5 separate regions of the Mus musculus genome follow, and regions 2, 3, 4 and 5 are each linked to region 1. Evidence: chromatin contacts called from public Hi-C data. All regions are on one chromosome and are shown on one strand. Each heading gives the region's core, a stretch centred on a gene start, on an enhancer-like site or on the middle of the called end of the contact. The rest is flanking DNA. Distances are from core to core; before and after follow the strand shown. Region 1 overlaps E330013P04Rik (RIKEN cDNA E330013P04 gene). Region 2 has its middle 12 kb from the start of Gm33756. Region 3 has its middle 12 kb from the start of Emx2. Region 4 has its middle 67 kb from the start of Gm19956. Region 5 has its middle 25 kb from the start of Gm19956.

Region 1 (5,801 bases), core at 1,408-3,907:
GGTAAGATCAAGGAGGCTACAGCATCCTGGCTCACATAGTATGATCTGTCTTGTACAACACCACTGGGCCATGTGCAGAAGGCATTACATTTGTAAGCCAGGGGAGGGAAGACTCCAGCTCAGAGAAAAATATGTTTATAAGTAAACAAAATGTACCTTCCCAACCAGCCAATGACCATGTCTACTCCAGATGAGTCTAACTCCAGAATTGAGCTTAAAGACTGAACCCTCAGCCACGGTCCCCATGTTTGCTTCTGTTTTGCTCTGGCCCATTTATATTCATAATCTCCAGAGACAGTCCAGAAACTAAAACACAATATTCCAAATGCTCACAGTCAGATTCTTCCTCTCTGCAACTGCAGCCTTCTGAAAGAATGAGAGGACGAAGCTGTGGCCTTTCAGATGCCCTTGGGCAGGAGGTGGAAGGACATTCTGCCTTGTTCTTTACTGCTATGGTGTTTCTCTCTCCCAGAGTTCTTTTCATTGTGTGTTTAGGACACGTAAGTCTTGTAACAGGTGAGTAAAATGTGAAGGGGTAAAACTCAGAAGAAAACTCAGACGCAACCATAGCATCTACTGTCTACACACAAAAGGAAATAAATAAAAGTCTTCTCTCTCAGAGACCTGTCGGGAATTTTCATATAGAAACTACCTTCAGCATCTAGGTAACCCTGGTGAGTTCATGGCCACTAACAGCTGCTCGCAACGCATCAGTTTGAAACTATTCAATAATTGCTTTATACAATTTGGAATTTAAAATTACAATTCCACTAAGAATATCTACAAGATCTCTTTAAAAAAAAAATAGGCACACTCAGTAGAATGCATTCATATGCAGAGAAATTCATCAAAATGGTTTTTATCTTAGCTACTAAGCGTCAAGTCCTCCCCATTCACTGAAAGGATCATTTGAATGCGAATACATTTTTTTTTTTAGGTTAGGTTATTAGATTTAGTTCAGATTGCACAAATAATTATCATACTTGGTTCGGATGAGAAACTGCTCTAGAAGTTTCTCAACAGGATGAAACTCTGATGAAAGAGAGGAAAATCATTTGTCAAGATGCTGACCCAAACTTGCCCAAAGATAATCAGCATTGCCTATACATACACATGAAGTTTGCTGGAATAGGGTGGGGTTTGTGTGTGTGTGTGTGTGTGTGTGTGTGTGTGTGTGTGTGTGTGTGTTTCTTTTGTCTTTTGTTTTGTTTGGTGTTTTTTGGTTTTTTTTTTTTTTAAAGAAAAGTTATTATCTTGGAAAGAACTGAGTAGCCAGAAATTGCTATCATGGTCCAGAATGAAGCAATCACTTTACCCTCTTCCCTGAGCGCATTTATCCACCTTCTAATTCCTCACCTAATTAGAGGGAAATGCAGAGCTGTCCTGGTCAAGGAGGTAGGGATTAGGGTTAAGAAAACACTTGTGTTTGGAGCCCCCTGCCTCCCCTGGTCAGTGTGAAAGATTCTCAAAGAGTCTCCCAGCCTCGCTAATCCGTGACCCTCAGCAGGGAGGAAGTGCTAACAATTTAGTTTAAACCTCACACTCTCACACACATGCATCAAGAACGGCTTTTCTTCTTTGATTTGTAGGTATTAGTTGTTTTTCCAGGCCCCATTAAGGACTCTTCATCCTGTCCAGCAAGAGGCATTAAAGCTTTCACGAGTTAAAGTTGTTCCCAGCTCGGTGTTATTCAAAGGCAATTTACACTAATTATTCGAGTCCACAGCGTTACCCATATTAGCAGAACGAACCATCTCAGCAGGTAAAAGTACTTTTGAAATGTTAATTTATTACTGGGGTACAAAAAAATGTCCCTGAATTCGAGGTTTTTGTTTTGTTTTGTTTGTTTTGTTGTTGTTTTAAAAGCCATTTTAAAGGACGGGACTGGAGGCATTTGGTACCCTTCCTATACTTATGTAAACTCTTTTATAATTATTTGTCTTTTAAACACGTGGTGTGTCTTCCAGTCTTGTTGTGGTTAGCACAAAAGATGTCTCTCATCTGGGCTCTTTTTTTTTTTTTCATTTTGCCAAGGAAGCCAAATGAATACCGAGCCCGATTACATGAAATGTCCATGTAAGGATTTTTATTGTTTGGGGTATTTTTGTTGCTGTTGTTCTCATGCCTCAACAACTCTGCTCTAGGGCGTTGGATGGTAATCACTAGCGTTTCCAAAACTTCTTTTATAAGCCATTGCTTGCCAAAATAGGCGCTCTGGTCTAAAATAAGCCGCAGGACCGAGACAACAAGTTCTGCAGCTCATTTGTGACATCCCACAAGGTGTTCATGCTTGGTGGGGCGGGGGGTGGTGGGGGGGGAGGGGAGCTTCCATTTATGACTTCTGGAGAACCCTGGGCCCAAAGCATTTCACTATAAAGTCAAGACGCTCTGGTTTGCCTTCTGGACTTTATTAGTCTCTTACTCATTCCAAAGCGATTGGAGAGAATGGAGAAAGAAAAGGGGAAGTAAATGAAGTTAGACCTTTGCATGTATCTCTTTTTTAAAAAAGAAAAATCCGACAGAAAAATGCTCGCCTTTACAGGAAGCTTCAATAGCGACCCCTCCTGGCGACCCAAGCAGCTTACATGGTACGAAACAGCGACTCCTCTTGGTGACCTGAACAGTTAACAAGATACTAACTGCACTCGGCCAAAAATGAGTGCGACTTTCATTTCCTCCTTTCATCCAGGCGCTCTACAAGCATTCTTATACAGTTGTATACGCTCATGCTCTGCCCTCCAGCCGCTCAAACGATGAAGGTTATCAAGGTGAAAAACATCTATTGAGATGGATGGAGAGGAGAGTGGGGCCCACCAGGAAGTGAGGTCGCAACTGACCAAACAAGCACGGTAAAATATTCACAAAGATAAATTAAAAAAAAAAATCACAAAGCATGGGGAAAGAGAACCGAAGGTTGAAAAATAGCAAATGTAAAAAGACCCCACGGCACACAATAACATCACACATTCTGGGACCTGGAAATTAAGTGGAATATCCCAGCAGTCCACAGCTGTCCACCCTGACAAGATAATAAAGGGGAGGGAGGCTAGAGATAACACAGAGACTTATCTCCATTCATATGTCCTGGAAATATCGTGGACCCTGCATTTTTGAGGCCTCCAAACTCTTTGATCACCTATCCGCACACACCCCTCACAAAGGTTTGATCATCACCTTCCTATCTAGCTATTATGTGTTCCTCTGTTTCAAGCTATGTAGTGCTACCCAGTATTACTTGCTGTGCTCCCCAAATGTTGGTTCTAATATTTCTCCCATGCCAACGGAATGTTGACCATGTCAAATGCCACCAAGTTGATGGGGTCCAAGGACATCCCCGTATACCATTACTGTCCATCTCTGCAAGACTTATATTCCTCCATCTCCTCTTGCCACCAGAGGCCTGACCACTCTCTAAGGGTCCTGACCCAGTCAGAACAAAACCAAATGAGGTCCAAAGCAATTCCAGCCAGCGGGACAGCCTGTCCTGTATGTCCTCTGCCCACAGGGAACCTGGGTCTGTATCCCAGAATATCTCTTCCCGTCTCTTTTGAGTTGAATGCATTTGTGAACCACTGCCAAGATCCCCAAGAGTATCCATAAATTCTAGAACCTAGAATATAGCTAGATATACAACAAGTCCCTATGGGTTAACATGTAGGTCAATTAACATATGATATAACCAAAATGAATTCTGGTAGAAATAAAAATGTGAAAGTTAAAATAAAGTCAGAATCTAATTAGTACTTTTCGTCGTCTTTTTTAGTTGACAACTTTTAGTTGTATACTAAGCGTTCCTTACTTAATGAAGTCCCCCAAATAAAATGTTTACACACACACACACAACTGTACTTCACTTTGCCTATTACCTATGCTATCCCTGAATGATATTAGCATCCCATAATAGACTTCTGAAAGGTACTGCTAGAAATCAAGAGTGACTTCTCTCTTCTGAAACTTTGCTCTGCACTAGAATTGGTATGAGGTCATTGAAAGGAATGTATCCCTTTGGAATCTGTAGATGGCTAACAGAATAGGATGTCTTATGCTGCAATAAATGAACATGTGCACACCCATGCAGAAAACATTGATTTTTGTCATTGAATGTCTTCTGTGTGCCAAGCACCCACATGCAGTATTTATAGTTAACAATGGAAGGGATGTATTTTCACCTAGTATTAAAATGTTACTTATTGGGAAGTACTAGGAGGAAGAGATCTAAAATGATCACACAGACTAAGTGTGCTTCAGCTGCAACCCTAATCCCTCTGGGGTCAGTGTTCACTTCGTACCAGGGGTTGGGAAAGTCCTTTCGAATCAGACTGTCTAGTTCTATGCAGAGAATGTGGTATAGAGACTGTCTGAACTAGTCCTCCTTTAGTTTTCAGGAATGTTTTTCCTGTTGTACAGAGTATAAAGAATAAGGTCTAGATGATACAAGAGGGTATAAGAAGATGCTGAAAATACTTAGAGGGGAAAATTGCTTCCCATAGCCTCGTGATACAGCTTTGTCAGCAAATAATAGATATTCAATCACAACCAATTGATTTAATCCTGTTTCTTAAGGCCCTTTCCAGGCCCAGCCCAGCTTTAATTACAGAACATCCATGGGTGTCAGAATAGTACATGCACATAAAAAAAAATCTTTTCCATGGTTCAAAGTGTTCCCCAGTTAATCTGGCCGCACTACCACCACCACTCCCACCACTTAGCTTAAATTAAAGAGGGTAGACTCCCTAATGAAAGCCAAGAATCCTCTCCATCCTGAAGAATATAGCCACTGGGAGCAACTCCTTAAAATAACTGGGATACTGGGAGGGCTGAGGGTAATGCTGCTGGGATCAGGGCTGACAGCCAGAAGAGATGAAGTTAAGTTGGAATTGATGTTCCTTTTTTTGTTGAAAAAATAAAAAAATAAAAAAAAAGAGCTTAGCACTTTTTTTTCCTATCAAAAGAAACATTTTTTTTAAAAGATAAAATTAAAGGCCTGAAAAATCTCTCAAGATTCTTTCATGAGCTTTGGACCAAAGGAGACAGGGGAAAAGTTCTATATTATGAATTGAAGTGCATACACTAACGGTATGAAGTTTGATGATAAAAGTTATATAGAGTCACTATTTTATGTATACATAAAGGTGTACATGTGCACCTTTAATGATGGCTTTCATTGGTAGTTGGGTGTGGATTTCCTAGGAAACTGCATTAAATAGTCTTAGTTGCTGCTTTGAACGCCTTCAATATCACCCATTAAGAAAGATCCCACAGAACATGGAGTGTGGGAGGGTGGGGATGGACCTGGAAGAGTTGGGGCTAGACATAATTTTAAAATATGTTGAATGTTCATGTCTCTGAGAATTAATAAATATATAATTTAAAAGTCAAGAAGAAGAAAGAAGAAGAAGAAGAAGAAGAAGAAGAAGGAGGAGGAGGAGGAGGAGGAGGAGGAGGAGGAGGAGGAGGAGGAGGAGGAGGAGGAGGAGGAGGAAGAGAAGAAGGAGGAGGAGGGGGAGGGGGAAGAGGGGAAAGAAAGAGGGGGAGGGGGAAGAGGGGAAAGAAAGAGGGGGAAGAGGAGGAAAGAGGAGGAAGAAAGGAGGAGGAGGAAGAAGAGGAAGAAGAGAAGAGGAAGAAGAAGACAGCACAGTTCAGAGACTGCACTAGGTCTGGAGGCTTAGAGGCCCAGCCCTCTACTGAGCCAGTAAGGAGGTAATAGGCAAATTATTGAACCACATCAGCCTCCTGAGAGTCTCACAGAAAAATAAAGATTTTTTTTATTAGCTTGGTTCTTGCATTCTGTGGACTGTAAA
Region 2 (5,801 bases), core at 1,482-3,981, 760 kb before region 1:
TTACCTAATAAACTCCCACTCGGCTTCACGTCGGCTGCTCCTGGAATTCTTTTCTGTGCGTAAGTGAAGATCCTAGCTACACCTGAGGAGCCATCTCTAAGAGCAATTTCCCAGGTTTTACAAGCCACAAGGTTGAGCTGTCTGCTACCTAGAATATCTGCATACCCACTTCCTCCCATAAGCTTCTAATTCTAACAGGTACAAACATGTCATCCTCTGTGGAGCCCAAGAATCAGGAGCCACTTCCAAAGCAAAAGCAGGGTCTGTGGGTAAGGCCGAAAGTTCCATATTCCTTGAGGAAAAGTTTGGAATCATGAAGGAAGAGGAAAAAGGAAGTCAGGAAATTGAATGGGAGGGATAGGGGCAGAGCAGCTGGCCGGGGCTTCCTCGTGAAGCTAAAAGACAGTTTCAGAGAAAGCTCTTGGTTCCCAGTGTAGGTTTTTACCTGCATGCATGTCTAGTGAGGGTGTCAGATTCCCTGGAACTGGAGTTACAGACAGTTGTGAGCTGTCATGTGGGTGCCGGGAATTGAACCCTGTTCTACTGCAAGAGCAGCCAGTGCTCTTAACCATTGAGCCACCTCTCCGGCACATGCAGTCTTATTTTATGAACCAGTGGAAGACTATGCTGGGAATATTGGCCTCCACTTCTGGGTGTCAGATGGAAGCTGAGGCTGTCTTGCTGTATCTGTGGACACAGGTCTCCCTGAGCAGAATAGGAGGCAATTTCAGGACCACAGTCACCCAGGTGCCCAATTTTTCTGTCCCACCCTAGCCTTGCTTGAAGCTCAGATTGGCCTCCAGCAATGGGTGGACCAGGGCAGGATTGGTGGAGACTGATTTATGTGCTTATTGTATGCAGATGATCTGGTAAGAGCCACGGGCCTCTCCTTGACCCTGAGTTCTGACACTGAGCTGCAAACATCTCTACCCTTCACCCACCTCAGGCTTTGAACACTTTGCTTCAGGCCCACCCAACAGAAGGAAGGAGTAGGAGGGTTATGGGTGAAGAACCATGAAATACAGTCACTTCTTCCAGTCTGGGATTGGCTTGTTTTTGTGAAGTGGTCTCTGCTTCGGCTTTCTTCTTGGAGCTAGGTGGTAAGGGGCAAGCAGGACACACAGGGATGGCCAAATGTACCACCCACCCCCACCCCCACCCCCAGATCCTGTCTTGGGTGTCCATGACGGTTCCCTTGCCTGGCCTGGAATTTGAGTTTTTAGCAAACACTTTGAGTACTCCTGGACAGAGCATTGCTCAGCAGGCTGAGGACTCCAGGCCAGATCCATCTTCCTGCCCTCCCTCCTCAGCTGGACTAAGACTCCCCTTTCCTCACTCTGAGACTACCAGAACGTCTTATGTCTGGATCCTGGAGCCTGCCTGGAAATCAAGGCAGCTTTAACCTCAGAGGGAAGGCTCATCAGAACAAAAACAGCACTTGTAAACAGCACTGTGTCAGTAGCTGGACCTTTCCCCTCTCAGTCACCCTGGGTCACTACTCTTTCCCCCTGAGGACAGGGAAGCCTGGCTTGATACAGCAGAGGCAGACCTGGAGTTATCTCTGGATCCAGGTGTTTGAAGAGCACAGAAGGAGGAGTGAGAGAGGGTAGAGGAAGAAGGGGGAGACTTGAGACGGAGGGGGTGGATTGAGGGAGGGAGGGGATGTGTAAAAGAGGGAAGGAAGGGGAGGAAGACGGAGGAAGAGGGGGAGAGAGAAGAAAAAGGGAGAGCTGCTGGTGAGGAGAAAGGGGAGGAGAGAAGAAGGGGAGGGAGAAGGGCAGTGAACTGAGAAAAATCTCTCCCATTCCCGGTATTTGCTTGTGCTCCATTCATTTGTCGGGCTTGGTCTGGGTCCACCCTCTCCACCAGGAAATGCTCACTGTGTCCTTTTGTCCCTTAGAATCATTGTCCTCACCTTTCAGGCTCTAAGCTCAGGTGTAGTTCAGGTGCCCAAGGCCATGTTGATTAGTAACAGTGGAGACCGGCTCTGTCAGCTCTCTGTGACAAAAGGACAGAGTCAAAGAACAGACTGGCTCTTCTCTGACCTAGAAGAGCTGCAGCTCCACAGGAAGACCCTGTGAGGCACCTGACTGGCAGCGCACTCCAGACAGAGCTGCTTGGGAAGAGTGGGACCCAGGGATTCAGCCCCCTGAAGAAGACACCTAGGGTCAGCATCCTGGCGTAGCCCACAGCCCCACTGACAGGTTTATTACCAAGCTTTACAGCTTCCAAGCTTAGTCACCCGCTGAAGTCAGGCTGCTCAGAAACAAACACATAGCAAAGCTGTGACCCAGCTGCCTGATCTGGGAGAGGCGACCCACCCTGGGCAAAACTGGCACAGAAGAGGCAGCAGGCTGAGGTCGGGCGAGCCACGCTTGTCCTTAATCTTCCTTGTCTTTCCTTTGAAGCACTTATGGTGTGAGAAGCAGATTCCTGCAGACACCTGAGAAAGCCTAATGCCCTAAGGGTGTGGGATGTCCTGTTCCCCCGGGACTCCCCAGGGAGCTCAGCCTGAAGCTTGGAGAAGAAAAAGTTTTTTTTTTAAAAAAGGAAAGAAACAAAAAGAATTCAAGGCCCTCCTAGCTTTAGTTCATGAACAGAGAAGAGTCCAGGCCCGGATCCAAAATAGTTCAACCCAAATTCCTTTTCCCTGGCTGCTCTTTCCCCCATACATGGCCTCCACAGAACCTCAACCTCCCCCAGTTTCCCTAGCTGTGACCCATCACTAAGTGCCACTCAGTACTTCAGCCCTTTATCTATCTAAGTTAGTGGCTCTCCTGCCCAACTGAGCATAGTCGGGATAAGTAATTCCACTTGGGGGCAGTCCCTCCTGCTGTCTGGGGCATCAAGGACATGGAACATCCCTTCCTGCTGGCTGTCCCCCGCTGCCAGCTCACCTCATGTTCCTGTCCCAGGCTGGAGAAAGGATAAGAAGTCCAGTGAGTGGGAAGCTGGGGAGAAAAACCTCAGGGAGCCTTGGACTTGCCTGATTCCCTTGGATTAGTGCAGAGGGGTGCACATGTGTGCACAGATGTGCACATCACTGCTCACTGCCCAGGGAATCTAAGTGCCCACCCTCAACCTCTTGCTGGAGTCAGGACACCGTGTCAGCCCCTTGCAGCAAAAAACAAAAACAAACAAACAAAAAACAACAACAACAACAACAAAAAAAACCCAAGCACATCCTTTTCTCTTTGGGATTTTTGCTTCTGAAACACAGTCTGCTTCTTTCACTTCCTTTCCCCCTTTCCCAGCATGCACCAGTGTTTTTACGATTGAAGTTCACTCTTGATTTTTATCTAATTGTAACATAGTAAAAGCTGCTGCTAATTGTAACACAGTAAAAGCTGCTACAATATTGTTAAATACGGACTGAAAGTTCCCAGCCCCAAAGGCAAGGACATGACAGGGCAGGTTGAGTCTGTACATCCGAGAAGGGGTCAGTTGTGATGTCACATCCAAATCTACATGACACATGTGTGTGCATCACTGTGGGGGTTTCCTGGAGCAGCAGTAAAGCCCATACTTAGGATACTAGTTCCAGAGTGTGCAAGACTTAGATCCCAACTATGCTACTTACTAATTTCACTATGCAGGTCAGTGTGTAAACCTCAGAACCTACAGCTGTCAGGTGGGAGATTGAGAGCCTGACTGTCCGAGTGGTGATGCTTTAACTATGTTGGTGAGGAAATGGCTGTGTAACAACTGATTGTCCTGTCTCAGTGGTGAACAGTAATGAATGGCATTTTGAGTGTTTCTGAATCTTGGCCAGGCTGTGTGTCGCTTCAAGCTGAAGGTCTGGTGGGCTCAAGTGCACTTGTTGAGTTTAACCCAGGTTCTGGACAATGTGGCAGCAACTGCCTCCAGGACACTTCTCACAGTAATGACAAGACACAGAAGAGCCCAAGGCCAGCGACTGCTGAAGCAAGTTTCAAGCCCTTAGGTTACCTTACTACTTATTACTACCACTAATTTTTATTACATTATTACTTATTATTACCATTGGTTAGAACAAGCCTGAAGGCTGAGCCCAGTGGTAGAGACAGAAAAATGTATTCAGTCCACAAGCAGGACATGATAAGGGTAAAGATACCATCTACCACAGAAGGTGTGGCTCACTCAAAACCACCATTCGGTTTCTGACTCATGGCTGGTACTTAGGAAAGAGGTCCGTGACTGTTGCTCAGCCCTTGAAGAATACCTGCTTCAGACTCATTCTAGACAAATGTAGACTCCAGGTTTCGCTCCGCACTGATGAAATGTCACCAACTTGGCTCTGATCTAGGGACTCTCCTTTCTCTCCCACAGTGCCCTTCTCTCTCACAGAAGTCTTTCTATGTCCAAGTCCTGTGTTAATATATGCATACATACATGCATGTGCCTACGCATAAATAAATTTAAATTTAGACTCTGCCTGTGAGAGACAGTGTGATATCTTCTGGGCTTATGAATGGCCATCATCAGCTTCTTTGCGGTGACACTACCGCTCTATGTAACAGATCAAGGAGGGATCTTCAGCAGCAGCAGCAGGACCTTAGGTGTTCGTTGCCTGAGATCTGACTAATGCTGTGTAGTACTGGATCATGAAGGGGACATTGGGGAGTCCTATACCACAGCTTACTGAGTGAGGAGATGCTGATCTCATGTCATAGGCTCTTCTGTCCTTCCCTTGAGTTTTAGGGTGAGCATTTCTTTCAAGGCAGCCTTGCTGGGTTCAATAATGACAAGATCTTTTGTCTTTAAGAGTCAGCCAATACCAGTGCTTGGTGCAGTCTCTACACCTTCACCTGTTGGGTGAATGAAGAGACAAACACATACCTGTTCAATGACCCTGGTCTTGGTGAAATTCAAGGTACAACATTCCTTAAAGACATTTTTGAAAAATATGAAAAATGTAGAAGTATGGAATGCCTTCCACATGGCTGGAGTGCATGCAACATGTCTGCCTATCTCTTTCCTCCCTTCTCTCCCTTCCTCCCTCCCTCCCTCCCTCCCTCCCTCCCTCCCTCCTTCTCTTTCCTTTCCTTCCTTCCTTCCTTCCTTCCTTCCTTCCTTCCTTCCTTCCTTCCTTTCTTCCTTCCTCCTGTCCTTCCCTCCTTCCCTCCCTCCCTCCTTCCCTTTCTCTCCTTCCCTTTTTCATTCCTTCTGTTCCTCCTCCCTCCCTCTCCTTCTTTCCTCCCCTCCTTTCTTTCTTTTCTCTCTCTCTCTCTCTCTCTCTCTCTCTCTCTCTCTCTCTCTCTCTCTCTCTCTCTCTCTCTCTCTCTCTCTCTCCAGTGATCTGCCCTTAATTCCTGGCACCAGGTACTTAAGAATATAGAACCTAGATGTTTAAAGCATAACTCCTCTCCCAGTTTCGCTTCTCGTTTCAGATCTTTCTAGAGCTCCTCACTGGGCACCCAAGGTTGTATAGAGAAAGCCATTTACTCTAAATTTCTCTTTCCAGACCCTTTCTGTGCCCCTTGGTCTCTGTGACTCAGGCAGGCTTATCGGCCACTAGAAAAATATTGCCAATGTCTCATTAAAACATTGAAATCTCCCACACCAGATGGCAGAAAGTGTGAGTTAACAAGACTGCAAACAGCCAAGAACACCATCCCCCTGTCCCCAGCCAAGAGCATCGTCTCCGTGTCCCTAGCAGCTTGGAAGAGGTAGTCAGGGCAGAGAAGGCCACAGAGGATGAGGGTTAGGGTTAGATACACAGTGAATGCAATGGCACCACTGCCAACCATGCCAACGGCGTGGGTGACTGAACATGGCAGGGCAGCAGCCACGTTGACAGGGGTTTCTTATATGAAGACCAC
Region 3 (5,801 bases), core at 865-3,364, 690 kb before region 1:
AAGGCAGGACAGTCAGCTTATTAGCCGCTCGTTTGCTTTATTAATTCATCTATTTAAAGTGGCAGGATTAGAGCGTCTAATGTGGGCGCGGGCTGCCGTGGCGCTGAAGAATATAAATATTTGCGAGATGCCATCCCACGATGCCTATCTGGGCGTAGGGCTGGGTCAGGGTGAGCGGGGGCGCATGTGCTTCGCGTCCAGTCCCCTTTGCTGTGCACTGGAGCTTGGCTGTGGCCAGTGGAAGCTGAGTTCCCACTCGTGTTCCGTAGGTGCCAGGCCTGGATGCTCTGGGCAGGGCTCTCTATGTGCCTAGTGGGCAGGGCTGAGCTTTACTTCCAGAGCACAGCCAACTAACTGCATGCTGGTTGTCCCTTGTCTTGCCTGTGACTTGCAGGCTGTAAATTGACATATTTGCCCCGCCCCACCAGTGTGTCCCCCCCTGTGCCAAAGAATGTTCAGTCATCCCAGGTTTTCAGTTTCCTTTTTCCTAATAGGGTCAAGTGGAAGCGGGCCAGGACTACATTCTCCTGCGATATACACCTGAGCTGAGTATTTCTCCCTTCGAACACATAACTTCCCGAAGCAACTAAAACCATCTGGTTCTGGCAGAAACCTTGGATTTCCGGGAGTCACCGTTCCTAGCTAACATTCTGGATGTGTGGAGTTCCAGCTCCCTGGAACTCTGCTTCTGGCAGCCGAACCGAGCCGGAGCGGGCACGTTGGCCGAGGCCCGGAACCTGCCGGGCCACTTTTGTAATAGGGGCGGATTGTGGCAGCTACAGAGGCAAGCCAGGCCGATCCGACTTGAAAGCCCCCCCCCCCCCCCCCCCCGGCCTGAGCGTGGTTTGGGAAACTTGGGCTCCTCCCCGTCCGGCCTCGAGTCTCAGGAAACAAAGTCCTGGACACACTGGCGGGTTGGGGAGGGATTCTGAAGGTTCGGAGGCTTGGCTCTGTGCCCTGTTCTGTGGTGGTAAGATGGGGGCCAGACTGGGCTGCCCACAAGTGGGCAGTTGTAAGTCAGTATATGGGTCGGTTAGGCTGGAGGTCTGTGATAGTACGTTTGTAATAGGTATGTGTCTCGGTCCACCCTACAGCTGTGTTTGTGGATTATGGAAACTCAGTTGAGCGTTCTCACCTAGGACTCAAGTTTGTTTGTATCCGTGCTGATTGTTTACTTTACGCAAAAGCTGAGGAAGTTAGAGTTCCCTGCATAGATTGTGGCAAGATGTCCAGCTTCCCTCGTGGCTCTGTATTGTTTTGCGTCAGGACAAGAACTTGCAGTCATAGGGCTGAGAATGAAGCGCCTAATAAGGTGTGAACATACAGCTTATTAGATTTGTGCACCAGGTCTGGTTGTATAAGATATCTGTGGATATCGTTTGTTTGCGTTTTAGAGGATGGTATGGTGTTTGTGATTTGTGGGGACTCTTCTTCCTGTTTGGGTTGGGGGGAATTCCCTTAATGAACATCCATGTCCAGCATTTAATGTTGCATTTTTGTATCTTGGGGTCTACGCATGAGAAGAGTGGAGGCTTGTGTTGGGGTGTTATTCTCGAAGTGCACCACCAGCTTCTGGAGTTCGGTAAACAACAGACAGTTTTTGTAACTGCGCATCTTTTTCTAGGCCGAACTCTATTATTTCTGCAATCAGCACTTGATTTATTTGAGTGCTGCCTCGGAGCAGCCGCGGGCGAGGTCGAGGATTGCCTTATAGTACTAGGCCACCACGCCGGGATGCGGAGCCCGGAAACAGTCTGTGCCTTAGCCTCCTGATTTATTTTCCCCAACCAGCCCCGTAGCGAGGGGGAAGTTGGAGTTTTGAGAACCCTCTGACCCCAGCCGTGACCCGGCTCCGGGAGGCAACTTCTCCAGGCGCGATCCTGTGCGCCAGGAAACCCGAAGCAGTGCCACGCTTGAAAGCGAAAGGTCCATTCATCAGCCGCGCCCCAGCCTCTAATTGGCCTTTTGTTCATTAGAGCCTGTTGCCCAGCAGGGGAGCTTGGGAGGGCCCGAGGCTGCAAGTCGGGGTGCCTGCTGCAGGCTGGGGACCGGTGCCTGTGCCCGGGGCTGAGGTCTCTATAAGGGCAAAAGCCAACGCGCTCCTCTGAGGGGGCGCCAGAGCGCGCCAAAGATCACAACCACGTGCAAAAATGCGCTCCTGGAGGCTAGTCCCCAAGAGTCAGGGCCTAGTCCTGTGGCCATGGCCCCCTTTTGTTCCTTCCTGGTTCCCCTGCAGACCAAGCTGCCCTCTCACACCCTAGAGGCCTCAGACCTGCTGCCCAGCCTCTCCCAAGTTTCTAACCCAGCTGCAGCTGGTGGGACTGGGAAGGGCTCACATCCTGCCTTTCTTTATGCTTACAGTTCCTTCTCCCTGGCTTGCCACTCACCCCAGAGACTTTGCACTCCTTTTCTAGGTGCCAGCTCACACTGTCCGGTCATGGAGCCCGCATCCTACTTTACTGAAAGGCTAACTGGAGAGAAATTTTGGCACAGATGACCAAGGTGGGGATGGTCCCACACCCCAGGGAGGGGGAGGAAAAGGAGACCTTTGTCATCCCAAATTCCTTATCCATCTCCAAGTCAACCCACCTAGATCCATCCCACGCTTAATTTCCAAACCAAACCTGAGCTTTTCTACCCCCTGACATCTCCTCCCCCGCGCCCCTCCCCCAACTCCACCTTTACTGTCGCTTTGCATACTCATCAGAGGAGCCCTAGAGACAGTATGGGGCTTCTCAGAATACACCCAAGGACCAAGACGCACCTGAGGGGCCCCAGCAGTGCCTAGGCAGGGGATTGGGGTCGCTTTTGGAAATTGAGCCAGAAGGACCAGCTTTGCCTTGCTGTGGACTGGTTGTCAGCAATCTCCCAGATCGTGGCGACTGAACCTATATATAGGACTTTGGGCGGCTCCTGGCCTCAGCTACCTCCAGGTCCTATATATAGCTTGGGTCTCCATAGCCCCGACTGGACCCTGACGTCAGGAAGAACTTGATCTTGCTTGCTTCACTCCTGCTTCTGAAACTGATCCTTGAAATGAGAGAACAGACTCTACACAATTCCCATGGCCTTGACATAAGGTACAGCGATAAATATACACCACTAATGAGCAATTACCATATAATCACCTTCCAATTAGCTCGCATAATGATGAATTAAACATTCTAGCAGGCGGGATTAGGTTTCTTACTTTGTATATTATTTACGAAGGCTATAGCATCTGCAAAGAACCAAATATCAAATTAGATGGGGAATTTTCACTTGGGGGTAATTAAGTATTCAGGCCAACGGCTGTGTTCTGGTCACTAGTGCATCAAGTGAGGCCTCGTGCAGGATACTGACCAGTTCCTTGGCCATTTATTTGTGCTCTCTCTCTCTCTCTCTCTCTCTCTCTCTCTCTCTCTCTCTCTCTCTCTCTCTCTCTCTCTCTTCCTGTGTCTCTCTGTCTGTATGTGTCTCTCTGTCTCTGTGTCTGTCTTTGTCTCTCTGTCGCTCTGTCTGCTGTCTCTCTCCGTCTCTGTCTCTCTCTCCGTCTCTGTCTCTCCCTCTCTCTCTGTTGTAATTGCTTTTCCTCTCCCCCTTTACCACCCTGGCCCCTGGGGTGGGAGACTACATGACTGGGGATGCCAAGGCCAGGGACCAGGGATGGGACCTCAGCCTAAAGGTGGAAGGTAACTCACAGTCGCAACCAGCGACTGTCCCCCGGGCCCTGTGCACTCTGGTCCCTTATTCTGTTTCTCTGCAGCCCAGGACGGACGCCCCGGGGGGCCTCTCTGATCTGTGGGAGCTATTTGAGAACAAACGCCGCCAGCCACCGCTGCTGCTGCTGCTGCTGCAGAGTGCAGGCCCTTATGGCTGCTCCATACGGAGGAGAGGGGCTTCCCTCAGCGCCCCGGCCTTGCTAGGGTCCCTTAAGGGCACTCCTTTCAACTTGTACTCGCTGTTCCCACCCAGGTATGGGGAGGGAAAGCCGGGTGGGAATAAGGAAAGAAACAACAAACTTCGCCCCGCCCGCAGCCACCTCTCCTGTTCGGAAATGAATTTGGGCAAGAGATTACTTCCTAATCTGATCTAGCTCTGCTGACATTTGGGAAGAAGATGAAAATGGCAGCTCAATTTCATTGTGAAACGGGGTCACTTCGCGGGGCTCTACTCCCTAGAGAACGTGGATGCCCCTCCTCCTTCCCAAACCAGAGGAAGAGGAAGAGGCAGCAGAGGAGCTGGAGGGGTCAGCAAGCTGCTGGATTGGTGGTCTCCGGTTCAATGGTGGGGTATTAGTAGGCAGCCAGCCTGGGTCAGCTTCCTCTGTGCATCATCGCCTGCCTGCAGGGCTCCTGTTTGTGCAGGGTGGAGAGCTGAGGGCTTTCCCTCTGGACTAAACCGGAGAGCCTCTTTCTTACAGGGGTGCCATGGGAGGCGAGGAAGTTTTGCCTTCCCCTGGAAAGTCATTAAAGTCATTGTCCCCAGGGCCTTTATCTTGCTTCTCCTGTGCTTTCAGGGTAAGTAGCCATACTTGGAAGGGATGGCTCCTGTGATAGCTCCCCTCCCCAATTGACTCCTGGAGCTGCAGGGTCCTAAGAGGTAGGGGCTAGGGCTTCCCTCATCAGAGCTTCCCTTCACTCACTGCAGACCTGTTCTTGATCATCCCGCAGGCCCCACATTGTCTATCCTCTGCCCTCAACCCTGATTACCCAGAAGTAGTCTCATGCCACACCAAGCAAGAGGGAGCTGATGGAGTGTGTTGCTTGAGGACTTGTTTGTTCCTTAAATGCTGTGCTCAAGGAAGGACTCTTAAAGGTCTAGGTGCTTCTGAGGAACTCCCGTGGGGTGCCCATCCTGGGATGATGACATCATCTTTAGTGCAGGTCAAGGGAGAGTAGAGAATCTATGCTCCATGGAACACTGAAGATGTGGGACACATGCCACATGTCTAGGCATGTAGATGGTTCTGGAGGAAAGGGTTCATGTTGCCTGTATGATGTCTGTGTGCAGCTTAGGAACAGGTACCTTTTCTTGTGGGTGGGTGATTGCCTGGTAACCTATTAAGTGACTGGATTTCAGTGAAGTACTTTGCCCCTGTCCCTTGGTTAGGTTTCTTACAGTGTGCAGTCTGAACTGCAAGGGCTGTCTGTGTTGGACATGGAGGCCCCAGCAGGTGCTTTGCTTACTTGTGATGTAGTTTTCTTCTGAGAAGTCTCATCTTCACTGGTACACACGTAGTGAGGACTGTCCCTTGCCCCTTTCACAGTAGGGATGTTCTAATTTGCAGCTGGTACCACCACCTGTGACCTTCAGAATTCCTGCACATCATGTAAGGGCCGAGTCCCTGGGCATGCATGTCCACCTAGAAATAATTAGAAGTGAGTGTTTTGAACATTTTTGGAAGACAGAGGGTGAGATGGGGCATGGCTTAACATACTTGTGGGAGCCTCAGTGAGGTTTATGGGCTACATAGCTAGCTTCTCATACTACATCCCTTCATTAGAGACAGTCTGTCTGTCTCTGAGGGGCTCATCTCAGTCACTCCTTGCTTCCCTCCCCCTCATTCTAAATGATTGCAATTATGCCCTTCCATGAAATCCAGAAGTGGTGTGTAATACTGTAGCTCACTTGAAGTGGCTGGCTGCTACTTTGTTACATAAATGATGCCGCTCTGATTCAGATGGTGAATTCCTGCTTATCACACAGGAACAGCACTGTGGGGTGTGTGTGGGTGCTCCGAGAATGAGTGAGTGGGAAAAGAGGCCAGATGCTGAAGTTTAAGGACAACTGTAGCACTCTTTGGTTTTCACAGCTGAAAG
Region 4 (5,801 bases), core at 2,157-4,656, 570 kb before region 1:
TTTGCTCATCATCCTCACAATAAGCTCAGATGGGCAGCCAGCCCAGAGGGGCTACAGGAAGTCTGCCTGGTGCATTGTGAAGTCTCGGAGGATCAATTCCAGGGGACTCAAGGCTGGGACGAGAAGGAAAAGGTGAAAGCACAGGCGATTCTCCCAGGTTTTCAAGCTAAAGAAAGTAGGGGGTCGGTAGACACATGCCCCAGGCCACCCAGGTCATTTAGAGGCCAGCAGGTAATCCCTTCTATCAGCAAGAACCTTTGTCACACTGGGTCACCTGAATCTGGTGTTGAGCTCTTTCTCTGACTGCATAGGCCCCAAATCGAATCCCTTGTGACGATTTCCCATGAGGCCACATTCTTTCACATCTTTAGGGCTCTGCTTGTGTCCTAGGCACCTGCCATTCTTCTTATCCAAGTTGTGTTCTGCCTGTGAGAAGCCTGGGTAGGCACCTGTTCCACCCAGTACAACCCATGTTCTCTTGCCCTGTGTCTCTATGTCAACATTTATGTTTTTTTATCTTGGGGCCCGTATCACCATTCACACCAGGACCACTTTTAGTTGACAGACCATCTCATATTTTGTTTGATGAACGATGGGTCCTCAGCGCTGCTCGCTGATTGACTGAGTTGAATGGAAGGCAGACTTTGACTATGAACTACATAATTAATTGATTGGCTGACTTGATCAACTCCAGGGGGCTTTTCCCCAAGATTTTCTCCCTGGTTTCTACATCAGACCCTCCCTTGTGCTCCTCTGAGCTGGAGACTGCTACACACTTGCTTTACCCCACCTGGGTACAACTTATAAGCTTTCATTTGGGCCTTTCTGAAATGTCTCTGAGGAAGCTCACTCTGGTCCCGGGGATGACTGAGCCATGGTGATCTGGCTCAGTAGTGACTTCAGAAGCTTGGCCTCATGTAAACATACAGGAAGCTCTGTCTGATGGAGGGAAAATTGTGATTCTGCCGCTCAAGCCCTGGGGTTAGAAGGTCAGAGCCAGCTGGCTTCTAGGACTTAATATGCCTGTGCTGGCAGGCCCCAGAGACAACTTCCTGGTCAGGACAGCTGCCTTCCACAAGCTTCACCTCTTTGCTCAAGGGAGACAGGAAGGAGTCCGGCCCTCCAGATTCCAAAGCTCGGAATGTGTCTCTTCTTGCATCTCCAGGAATTTCAGCCCTGAGGAATTTCATTGTCTTGCAGGATGCTCAGAGGGATGTGAGTTCCTAAACAGGGCTGCACTCCTCTTTAAAGAGACGCATGCCCCTATCCCCTCAGCAGGCCACACCCAGAGGAGAAAGACTAGGTGCTTTCTCCTCAACCTAGACCAAGGCCACCTTGGCTGTTCTACTCACACTTTCTCTCCCCACTGAGAGAAAGCCAGGCTAGTGAGAGCCCTCATTTACATTTCATTAAGAGGTGTTGGGCTGGGTGATAAAGAACAGATCTATTCTGTCCCTGGATCCAGAGTTTGGGGCACCACTCTGCAGTTATTCCCAGCAGCCCTCTCAGTTCACCTCCCTGCCTCTCACGGTGTAGCCTGAGCTACCAGAACCATATGTTAAAGGTTCTGCCCATTTCCAGTGGGCCTCCAGAAAGGGGATGGCACGAACTCTGCTTTCACATAAGAGAAATCCAGATCAGAGAGGTCAAGCGATTGCTATGACTACTCAGGTAGGATATGGCAGAGCTGGGCAGTAAGCCTAAGCTACCTTGCCTCCAGAGCACCCGCTCTCCCTTTATGTTGGAGCTCATCACCACCCACCTAGAGAAGGAGTTGCAAGTATGAAAGCTACTGGCACCGGCACCGGCACCGGCACCGGAGGAGCTCAGTGTAGACCAGTGACAGTAGAGGGAGGTTGCCCAGACACCCCACTCTCTGTTGCTCCGTGCTCTTGGAGAATGACACAGGATCCCTTAGCAGTTACTCTACTTGTTATGATGTAACTCATCATGTGACAGTTTCAGGGGGCCACACCTTCATTCTGCTCTCACCTGGGAACCCAGGAAGATGCCAGCATCTTTGCGTGGGAACTTGGAGAGCCCACATGAAGTCCCTATCAGGGAGAATGTCACCCTGAGAGCTCCCCATCCTGGCCTTCACAGGTGGAAGAATTTGGCGTTTTTGGATTCAGACATGGCCTGTGGCTTATGCCAAAGACAGGGAGCAGGAGCACGGAGGAAACAATCCTAGTTGTTTCCTAGAAATGTTGGGGACCAGCCTAGATCTAGAAAGGGGACAGTGTGGCTCATCTTCCTGTGCATCTTGGAAATCGCTGGAAAACTCCGGCTCAAAGTGATCCGTGCTTTATCACATCGCCACGTGTACAGTGCTTTTCAGCATTTCTCATGATGTGTTTTCAGGCTCAGATTGATGGAGGTGGGAGTCAGGCCCGGGGGTGGAAGAGACAAGGGTTTAGTAATGAGTTCGAAGTTTACAAAACACAGAAGCCAATATGGCTTCAATACGTGATGTGACCCTTTATAAGCCTGGAAACGACTCTTCAGAACTCTTTCTGGACTGACTTCAGAGTGGAGTGGCGCTGGGACACCACAGACTGACTTTGAGCAGTGGGTCGGTATTGCAGGAATTTTTTAATTTCCTGTAGCTCAGAACAGTTTTCTCCCAGGGCGCTTTCGGAGTTACTCTGCTCCGAGTTGACCACGTTGCTACTTCGGGAATGGCCCAGAGAGAAGGAAAACACCGTCCAGGAAGAACATTAATGGGATTCCCCTGGAAAATGACACCACCAAAAGTTTAGAAAAATATTTCCAGGGAAATGAGGGACCCGCTACTCAGAAGACAGAAACCAGTGACCTGACACCTCTGAGCTTTAAAAAGCAGAATAAAATGGAGTCACTTACACTTCCCAACTGAAAGGAATTTGGGAAAAGCAGATTATTATTAATTATTTTAATAGCTTCTTAATTAGCCCTTCAAACAAGTTTTTAAAAATCCCCAAAGGTGTCTAATTTGCATGACATGTTTTTACTTTTCTGTGCATTTCATTAACAGCCCCCTTAAAAAAAAAACCAACAAGTGAGACAGGGGAGCAATGATTTTACTAGATGGATTTGGAAAAGAACTCAAACTTCTTCAGAAGCCCATGTGTCTCGCTTCACCTCAGGGGTGTCTCATCTGTGTCACCCCAGGGTGCTCACAGGAGGTTATATGCTTTTCAGAATTCACCGAAGAGCTCCCTCAGAGTCACCATGACCCCGCAGAGCCTGACTGGCTCCAAGGGGCGGGGCGAGGCGGGGGTGGGGCGGAGGCGTGGGCGGGGCAGTTGATCCTTAGGCCAACAATTAATCTGGAAGATAATGGACTTCAGCCGCATCAGTGGGCACATGACCGGTCAGGAGGAGCTGACCTGGGGACACTGAGAGACCAGAATGCGGATGTCTCTCACAATGTGTGAAACGAGGCAGAAAAGTGGCACATTTGATTGAGAACAGAGACAGCACGGGAAAAGTCAGCACCGCCCGCTTCTGGCGGATGTGCGGCTGGGAAGCTGGAGCAGACACTTAGCAGCCCAGGGCATAGTGCCAAAGGATGGACTCAGACCCCTGGGAGAGCTGGGCAGGAGGGAGGAGCTGACATAGCTTTCCTCTGGTCCCCCTTTCCTCTCTTCCTTCTCATCGTTGTGACCAAGGGCACTTTCAGTCTCATCTAGTGTGTACCGGATCTGGGTCAAGATCTTGGCTATATCATCTCCCTAAATGTTTTCTACCCTACCGGGAAAATGAGCTCCACTATTTTCCTCATTTGGCAGAGAGCAGCTGTTTAATAGCTAACTTTTAATGAGCAGTTACTATGCAGCAGACCTTGGAGTCTATCAGTATAAATTCAGTTATCACAACACCCACCCATTCTACAAGAGCTTCCCTCCCACACTGGATTTTCCAGTGAAGAAAGGGAGGCTCAGAGAAGTTAAGTGACTTACCTTGGTCACACAACTTATGAGTTGCCCATGTCAGACTTTGGATCCATGTTGAATTTTACGGACATACCACATGACCTGTTCTCTTCCAGGCAGCCCTCTCTGATTTTCCACAAATCCTAAGCCAAGTTTTATTATTTGTGCTGTCTTTTGAAATTCGATTTCTCTGTCCCTGACATATTTTCCTGACTGTATTCTCAACATGCTCCAGCTCAGTATCCGAGTGTTGTACGTATTCAAAATCTGCACCAAACAAGCGTATCATAAGAAGCAACTTTAGCTGTGAACTTGGACACTGGAGAAAGTTACACTTTAGCCGATTGGATGTTGTTGGGCTGGGGGGCCAGCACTGCTCATTAGACTTCAAGGTGATTTATCTTTCTGCTTTTTTTTTTCTTGCCTACTAATGGAAAATTCTCTCCAAAGTCACATTAATTAGCACTCAGAGGCTGTTGTAGCAAAATCTTCCCAAAATAGCCCCAAGTACATCTGCAGGAGGGGAGAAGGGCTGAGCCTCTGATGAGGTATGTGGATTTGACAGGCAGAGAAAGCTTGAAATAGGCAGACTGGCAGCCTCCAACTGCCCTAGAACATGGGTGGGAAATGGCAGCTCCAGGATGGAGAAGATTTTGTGTTTACCTGAAGACCACAAGGAACAGGCACACGGAAGCCGTTGTTCCTTTGTCCAGAGCAGGAAAGGCATGATTGACGCCACCTATCACCAGATGCAACAGTTAAGAAAACCTCTTCCTGGTAAGAGTGGGCCCTCAGCAAACATGGAGCATGGGACGGAGTGGAGGGACTACAAGAGAGTGTGCACGTCTCTTTCTTTGTTCATTTTACGTCGCTGTGGAGACCTGATGTTCAGGAACCCTCCAACCCCAGAAGCGGGTGGCTGTTTGTTTATCCTTGTGGTTGAAGACTGTTGTGTACAGAATACCCATCAGGAGACTGAAGTTGAGTGGAAGCGATGGGGTCCGTGGGCAAAGCACTTGCAGAGCGCCGGGGAGAAGTCGACATTGGATTCCTAGCATACAGGAAGAACTGCCTGCAGTGCCAAGGTGGAAGCACGAGAGTCAGAATCATAGGGAAGTCTGCCTCAAACAAGGTGGAAGATCAGGATGGCACTGGAGATTGTCCTCTGACACTTACACCCCCCTTACACACACACTAAAATTAAAAAAAAAACACATTGTTGAATGGCACGCAGTAATGGAACACTCCTCCTGCCTTGCTCACCCCCACTAGGTTTGTAGTGAGAGTGAGAAACAAGTTTTCATTATCTTACAACATAAAGATTTGGGATTGCTGTTCATAGCATCTTGACATGGCCAGTGCTGACTCATGCGTTGAAATTCCCCCATCACCCCATGGCCAGTGCTGACTCATGCTTTGAAATTCCCCCATTCCCCCATCCTCTTCACTGCTTGGAAAATGTCTGTGGCTGTTTGTTCATCCTGCTCCTCTTTTCAATTTAAAATATCCACAGTGGAGACACAGTCCAGACTTTTTATAGAATGCATCTCTTTCTGATGCTCCACCATCTTGTTAGTATCTTCTGCGTATTTGCTTACTCTCTGTTTCTCGCTTGTGAGTATAATTTCTGTGTGGGCAGAGGCCTTGCTGTGGACACTACTGTATACCTTGTGCTTAGTATCAGCATGACAAAATGATTCAGGGGTAAATGAGCTTAGAGATACAGCAGACAGGTGGAGTGAGTCTATCTACCTCATCTTCCTGGTAGGCACTATTCAGACCCTCCATCCAGTCCCCAAGCCAACAGTTACATGTTAGGGAGGATTTTCAAGGCCTCTCAATAGCAATCCTGCAGAGGATCAGGGAGCATGAGACCAGGGCTGGCAA
Region 5 (5,801 bases), core at 2,474-4,973, 530 kb before region 1:
GAACTTCTTAGGCATATAATACAGGGGCTCATTAGGTATATAATGCAGGGGCACACGGTTTAACCTCAGGCCATTTAACTAATGGTTAAAGTGCTTACAGTACAAGAGGACTGGCGTTTAGACCCTCGTCAGAATCCACTAAAATCTAGATGTGTGGCAGCCATGTTGCAAAGGCAGGAATCCCAGAGCATGCTGGCTAGTAAGACGAGTCATATTAGTGAGCTCTGGATTTGACTGAGAAACCCTGCTTCAAGAAGTATAAGGTAGAAGTGTGATATGGGATGATTCCCAACATTCACCTCTAGCCTCCATGGGCACATGCATACACATGGGAATATGGATACACACCTGCATACCACACACATATATACACAAAGACAAAAACTAAGAGTCAGCCTTCATCAGTGCCAGCACAGTGCATACCTGGATGTATGTACTACATTTATATATTGGAATTGTGTATGCATATCTTTTCACACACGTATGTGCCTATAACATTTCACTATCTGCATGATACAGGCACCTATGCAAGATAGGAACTCTATCTGTGTGATTAGCCTCAAGGAATTTTGGTGACCCTGTGATAGGCAGGTGACCTTTAGCATCCCAGAGCCTGGAGAGGGTACCCCTCGACATGTTCATCTCAGTCCTTAAATCTTCAGGTCAACTGCTAATTGGCTAAAGCAGGAGGGCACAGAGCAAATGGATTACACATGCTGAGTGAGCCCTGACATAAATCTACCACTTTGGGGGTGGTTTCAGCTTGGCAACGAGTATGCTGTATTTCTTCTTAGATAAACAAAGGAACATCTCCACCATTGTCCCTAAACATCTAATCAGGGATGGAGTTTATCCAGTGAACTCCAAAGGTGCAATGGAGAGGGGAAAAAGGGAGAAAATCAAAGGTACGTGTGTGATGTCATGACCAGGTTTGGCAAACTGACTTCCTTTGAGTTGGGTGTTTTGATACCCGCACATAGGAGCTTTAAAAAGCTGAGTAAGGAGCTTGGCTGTATTAGCCTCAAGTTTTCCAAGAGTTAGCTTAGCTATAAATTAACTAGTCTCCAAAATACATAAATAAATGAATTGCCTTGTTCGGAGACGTCTCCAGTAGGGCGCCGGCTGCTCTTCTGAAGCTGGTGGCCACTGCCCAGCACTTTGATGAGAAATACTTATCAGTGACATATTGAGAAAAATTGTACCTACAAAAGCAACGTCTTCTTCCATGCAAATCAGGCCCCAATTCCCCACAGATAAGGATCTTTTTGATGGAACGCCTGCAGAATCCCCGGCTCTTAATTCTTTCATTAGTATTCCAGACAGCTGGTAGCTGAATAACAGAGAAAACTGTCTGAATCGCTGTGTCTGAAGCCTAATATTGATTTGTTTAATAGTGTCAGGAAGTCAAAATTCACAAATCTCCTGTCGATTGTTTATGAGGCAGTTAGCAGAGAATTGGTTGCCCTTGCTTAATTAATAACTCATTACTGAAATTTGATTATATGCTTGAATGCTTTAAATGGGTTCTAACACGGCGGCAGCAGAGTGAGGCGGTGACGAGGTAAGGCACTCTGAGGACAGCTTCCCTCTGGAGGCTTCTGCCTTGAGATTGTCCCCACATGCTTGCCATGCAGGTTCCCTTCAATGTTTCTCCCCAGGTCAACTGCCCTGCTGTCAGTAATTGGGTTGTAGAAGTGGACTAGTATCACACAGGCTAGAGAGTTGCTGTATTTGAAACCTGAGGTGATAAGCGTCATTGATTGGTTCCTTGATGGGGCAGATATGTCACAGGGTTCTGGATATATCCAGTCTGGAGACAGGAGCTATGAGGGAGATGAGTAGCAGATGGGGGCCCAGGACACCGTCTGTGTGGTAAGCTCTGTAGACTCAAAATAGAAAAAAAAAACCCAGCATGTCTGTCTAGTTGTTACCCTGGATAAACAGAATGCAGGATCAGAACTGAGGTCTGGGGCTGAGGCTGTGAGGGAGGTGCTGTTCCCTGTGGCCTGGTGCCAAGGACAGACGGAGAGATGACGGCCCATGCTAAGGTGATGCCAGAGGACAAGGGTGTCTGTGCTCTGTTTCCACATTGAAGAAGTGGGTGCTTAGAGCTAACACAAAGGGCCAGGCTCAGGTGTGTGTGGAGGGACAGCTTTCCCCCACTGACTAACAATGAGGATACTGCCTTCCATGACTCCCATAGAGCTCCTGGGTCATCCTGCTATTCCCACCCCTTTCCACTGAGTTGATGTCAGTCAAACCTTATGGGCTCATGGGCTCACTTTGGTCCCTGTATTTTCATTTAGGTGCAATCAGGTGAGGGAACAGAAGTGGGGGACATAGGTGAGCTCTTCTGTGTACTATGACTACTGTGTAGGGCCTGGGTGGGCGGGGATGGATATAAGACAGAGGGGAGACAACTGCCTCCCATTGAAGCATTGCTGTAGTTCAGTTTGGGGCTAAGTGCTTAGTCTGACTGGAAGACATTCTATCCTTCGTTTCTGTGGGTTAAATCTATTGCCTGGGCTGTCCAGGTTGTGAGCAGCCCTGGGCTGTGTGACAGGTATGTACCACTTGCAGGCTTCTGTGGCAGGTACAGTGCAGGTGAGATGGTACCCGCTGGAGTGGCTAGTCCACCTGACACCATCCTGGTGTTTGCTATGATGCAGATTGGCCAGGGGGCTGAGATATTTTTGTTCTGGAAGAATGGAAGGATTACATTCTAGATTCCAGGCACCTGACTCAGAAATTGTCTAGCACAGCACAAAGTGAGGGATGCCTGGTAACAGGCTAACCCTGAAGTGGACAAAAGGCATGGCTGCCAATGGAGTCTTTCCTATGGACACTGTTCATTGTGGTCACCTTCCTCAGAAGCTTAGGAAGTCGAAGAACAACTTAGGGCTGGAGACCTATATAAAGGACCATAATGCATGGCTGTGGGTTGCAAGGGTAATGGTCACTGCCAAGAGGAGCCAGAGAGCTTCTGCAAAAAGGTAGGTCCAGCATACGGCCTTGAAGGCTGGGTTGAATTTCACTGGGTTGGGGCCCAGGGCATTCCAGGCAGACCCAGGAGTGGGCTGGTCAGGGGTAGGTTTCAGGACCGGCGACCGGCCAGGGTAATATGACCGGCCCGTCTCCTGCCTGTGGTCTTAATTGAACCAGCCAAGCTTTAAAAATGAACAGTTGATCGTTTGATTAAGAAGGGCCTTTGACTCTTTCAAGACCCACGGAGACTGATTCTTATCAGTGTGGATTGGAACAGTTTGTATGGAGGAATGCTGGCTAGATTTGGGAAGGACTGTTTGTGCTGGCACTCGTGCCAGCCTGACTTGTACTTTCTCAATGTTGGGTCCCTCGGTAGAGTGGGTATTCAGGGCTTAGGCCAGACTTGCTACCCAGTGAAGGGTCCCTGAATCTCAAGGCTGTGCTTGCTTCTCCTGGTGACAGGAACTACTTTAAAGGTGCCACCTGGGCCTTTGTTGCAAGGCTGTCTGTGGCAGCTTTCATGTGGCTCCTTGATTCAGCACCAGGAGAGCTTGCTGTTGTTGGCAATGGTGCCTATTTATCAACTTGTTGTAAAGGACTTTCAGTTATACAGAGGGGAAAAAAAATAGAGTTAACTCTTAAAAAAAAAAAACCTCTAATTTATTCTGCTTGATTACGCAGCTGGAATGGGAAGGTAGCTGCTGTTTGTGGTTAAATAACTCCTGACAATTTCTTAAAGGAATGATCTTCAAAGCTTTAACGGGTCAGTGGCTCAAGTACAAAGGCAAGATTGATTTTCGTCCTCCTACTCTTTGTTCCCAGAGTTTAAAACAGACACGTTTGGGTAAATTAGTTTGTCTATGTTATTAATGGAAGAAGTTATTAAACTCCCATAAATATGTGCTGGTATCTTGCTTAAAATGCCAAGTTTGTTTTAAGTGGAGGGGAAAAAAAAGTCAGAAGAGAACCAGAAAAAGGCAGAGGGGTTGATTCATCCCTCTGCCACCCCCTACTCCGTTTCTAGAGATGAATTTGAATTGGTGAGCTGGGGAAAGTATCTAGGGGTTCCCCAAGTCATAGGGGCCATGTCCAGGGTCATAGGACTGGTGTCAGTGAGATACAAGGACTAAGGAGTGGTGGGTACTGACAATATCCTTTCCTTGGCGAAGAAGATGACTTGGGGCTGTCCAGCTGGAGCTTGAGGGTCAGATAAAATTTAATGGCAACTGAAAAGTTTTCTATGCTTTTCCAAGGCTAGAAAGACAGATGGAGGATTAAAGCACTCCCCTACGACCCACATTAAAACAAAACAAACAGACCAATCAGCCAGCCAGCCAGCCAACCCACCAACCCACCAACCAATGCATTTGTAGTTCCAGCACTGGTCATGGAGACAGGAAGATCCCCCAAGCCAGTCTAACAGAATTGCTAACTTTGAGGCCAGTGAGAAACCCTGCCTCAAAAAACAAGGTGAACATTTAAGGAACACATTCAAGGTTGACCTTTGGCATGCTCATGAGGGTGACCATGTGCACTCTCATTTGTGTACACACACACACACACACACACACACCAGATCAAAGTAAGTAAAAGCTGGCCCAGCAGGCAGAAGCAGTTTCCCTACCTCATATCCTGGGCTATAGTGCAAAGATTTGGCCACAGGACCCACCATGGGGCACTGCCCAAGTTGTTGTGCCTCACGGCAACAGAATGCCTACATAGGTAATTCTCTTGACTGTATGAAGTTGATGAGTTACAAATTGTCAAGTTCAGTGGTTTTTTTTTTTTTTTTTTTTTTTTTTTCTGAGTTCACAATGTGACCCTGGGAGTTCTGTTCACAAAGACTCATGAGCCTTACACTGCAGGAGGCTAAAGGCAAATATAGAGTTATTTTTTTCTGGTCTTTGAGCAGAAAAGTAAACCACAGAACATGTTTGGAAATAAAGAAATACATTTGGAAAGAAAAGGGGTCAAAAATACAGCCAGTTGTCAGTTAGTGTTTTTCCTAGACGTCTTTTCTCAGAGCCCAGAATCCTTGCATATGTAAATGTATGCACATGTGAATACACATGCACAAGTACACGCATACATATGTATACACGAATACACATATATACACACGCATGCACACATGCACGCATGCACACACACACACACACACACACACACACACGAATATGCTATACTGAGAGCTAAGCTCCCCTCACCTCGGATTCATTCTTTGAAGCTGCTTCTGGATAAAAACTGCATCCAAATGAAAATGGGCTCCTTTTGTTGTATAGTAGCCACTTCAAGGCAGTCAGGAAGACCAGAATTTGGTATGAGGAATTATTTTTAGCAAAGCTTTTGTCTGTCTTTACATTTAATTAATCTTTTAATGTTCTGAACATTTTGATGCATTAAGGATCTTAGTGATTAAACATCAGAGATGTGTCTCATAGAATATCGACATCCAATAACCATGTTACTGAACTGAACTTTTTTTTATCAACATGTCAGCCTACTGCTCAGCTTCCCTGCACTTGGTCTTCACGTATGTTTTCAAGAACACCTGTGTATCATTTAATCTTACCAAGCCTCATCTCTATGGGTCAGGGAACAAGCCCTCCATAGTAGATTTGTAAAGACCAAGAGAGCCCAGGCAACTGGAAGGGATTGGCAAATGCCAAGTGCCTGCAAATTTCAGTTATTCTCTTTGAAATTCTCTAGTGGGCATCATTCATTCCTTTGCTTCTTCATACCTTCCATCAGCGAGTTCTCTGCAAGCCCAGGCCCTCCCTGTGTCCCTTCGAGTTCTTTGCATACATTAGAGGAAT

What was found. A called contact is a pair of places that touch in the nucleus more often than the background predicts.
Region 2: a Hi-C map of uterus shows a contact between it and region 1, with 5 times the contacts expected there. The contact joins two enhancer-like sites. A contact is called at or near these places in 4 of 15 datasets of contacts at CTCF or cohesin (the NIH/3T3 cell line, embryonic stem cells, large pre-B cells and 1 more), 13 of 484 Hi-C or Micro-C datasets (the AML12 cell line, the Patski cell line, the STO cell line and 6 more), 6 of 115 datasets of contacts at active chromatin or transcription factors (embryonic basal ganglia, embryonic limb bud, fibro-adipogenic progenitors and 3 more) and 1 of 9 other capture datasets (embryonic stem cells).
Region 3: a Hi-C map of uterus shows a contact between it and region 1, with 3 times the contacts expected there. The contact joins two enhancer-like sites. A contact is called at or near these places in 1 of 39 promoter capture datasets (neutrophils), 1 of 15 datasets of contacts at CTCF or cohesin (embryonic stem cells), 25 of 484 Hi-C or Micro-C datasets (the C2C12 cell line, Sertoli cells, bladder smooth muscle and 15 more), 27 of 115 datasets of contacts at active chromatin or transcription factors (T-cell acute lymphoblastic leukemia, bone marrow-derived macrophages, craniofacial prominence and 17 more) and 5 of 9 other capture datasets (adipose tissue, embryonic stem cells, embryonic trunk and 2 more).
Region 4: a contact with region 1 is called in a Hi-C map of uterus, with 3 times the contacts expected there. The contact joins two enhancer-like sites. A contact is called at or near these places in 3 of 484 Hi-C or Micro-C datasets (embryonic stem cells, nephron progenitors and uterus) and 5 of 115 datasets of contacts at active chromatin or transcription factors (craniofacial prominence, embryonic basal ganglia, embryonic fibroblasts and 2 more).
Region 5: a Hi-C map of uterus shows a contact between it and region 1, with 2.1 times the contacts expected there. The contact joins two enhancer-like sites.

Annotation. Positions count from the first base shown.
Region 1 is chr19:60,158,519-60,164,319 of GRCm38.p6, forward strand. It overlaps E330013P04Rik (RIKEN cDNA E330013P04 gene), which reads left to right. Exons shown (of 5, transcript NR_026942.1): 4 at 1,590-1,762; 5 at 2,543-4,073. Among named protein-coding and RNA genes, the nearest start is that of E330013P04Rik, 17 kb to the left of the region's middle. Within about 2 kb of position 2,658, at least 26 of the 459 cell types and tissues checked have an H3K27ac peak or open chromatin away from gene starts, as enhancers often do. A contact at or near this core is called in uterus, where this site is marked.
Region 2 is chr19:59,398,165-59,403,965 of GRCm38.p6, forward strand. No RefSeq gene overlaps it. Among named protein-coding and RNA genes, the nearest start is that of Gm33756, 12 kb to the left of the region's middle. Within about 2 kb of position 2,732, at least 57 of the 459 cell types and tissues checked have an H3K27ac peak or open chromatin away from gene starts, as enhancers often do. A contact at or near this core is called in uterus, where this site is marked.
Region 3 is chr19:59,467,362-59,473,162 of GRCm38.p6, forward strand. No RefSeq gene overlaps it. Among named protein-coding and RNA genes, the nearest start is that of Emx2, 12 kb to the left of the region's middle. Within about 2 kb of position 2,115, at least 47 of the 459 cell types and tissues checked have an H3K27ac peak or open chromatin away from gene starts, as enhancers often do. A contact at or near this core is called in uterus, where this site is marked.
Region 4 is chr19:59,584,910-59,590,710 of GRCm38.p6, forward strand. No RefSeq gene overlaps it. Among named protein-coding and RNA genes, the nearest start is that of Gm19956, 67 kb to the right of the region's middle. Within about 2 kb of position 3,407, at least 51 of the 459 cell types and tissues checked have an H3K27ac peak or open chromatin away from gene starts, as enhancers often do. A contact at or near this core is called in uterus, where this site is marked.
Region 5 is chr19:59,627,203-59,633,003 of GRCm38.p6, forward strand. No RefSeq gene overlaps it. Among named protein-coding and RNA genes, the nearest start is that of Gm19956, 25 kb to the right of the region's middle. Within about 2 kb of position 3,724, at least 7 of the 459 cell types and tissues checked have an H3K27ac peak or open chromatin away from gene starts, as enhancers often do. A contact at or near this core is called in uterus, where this site is marked.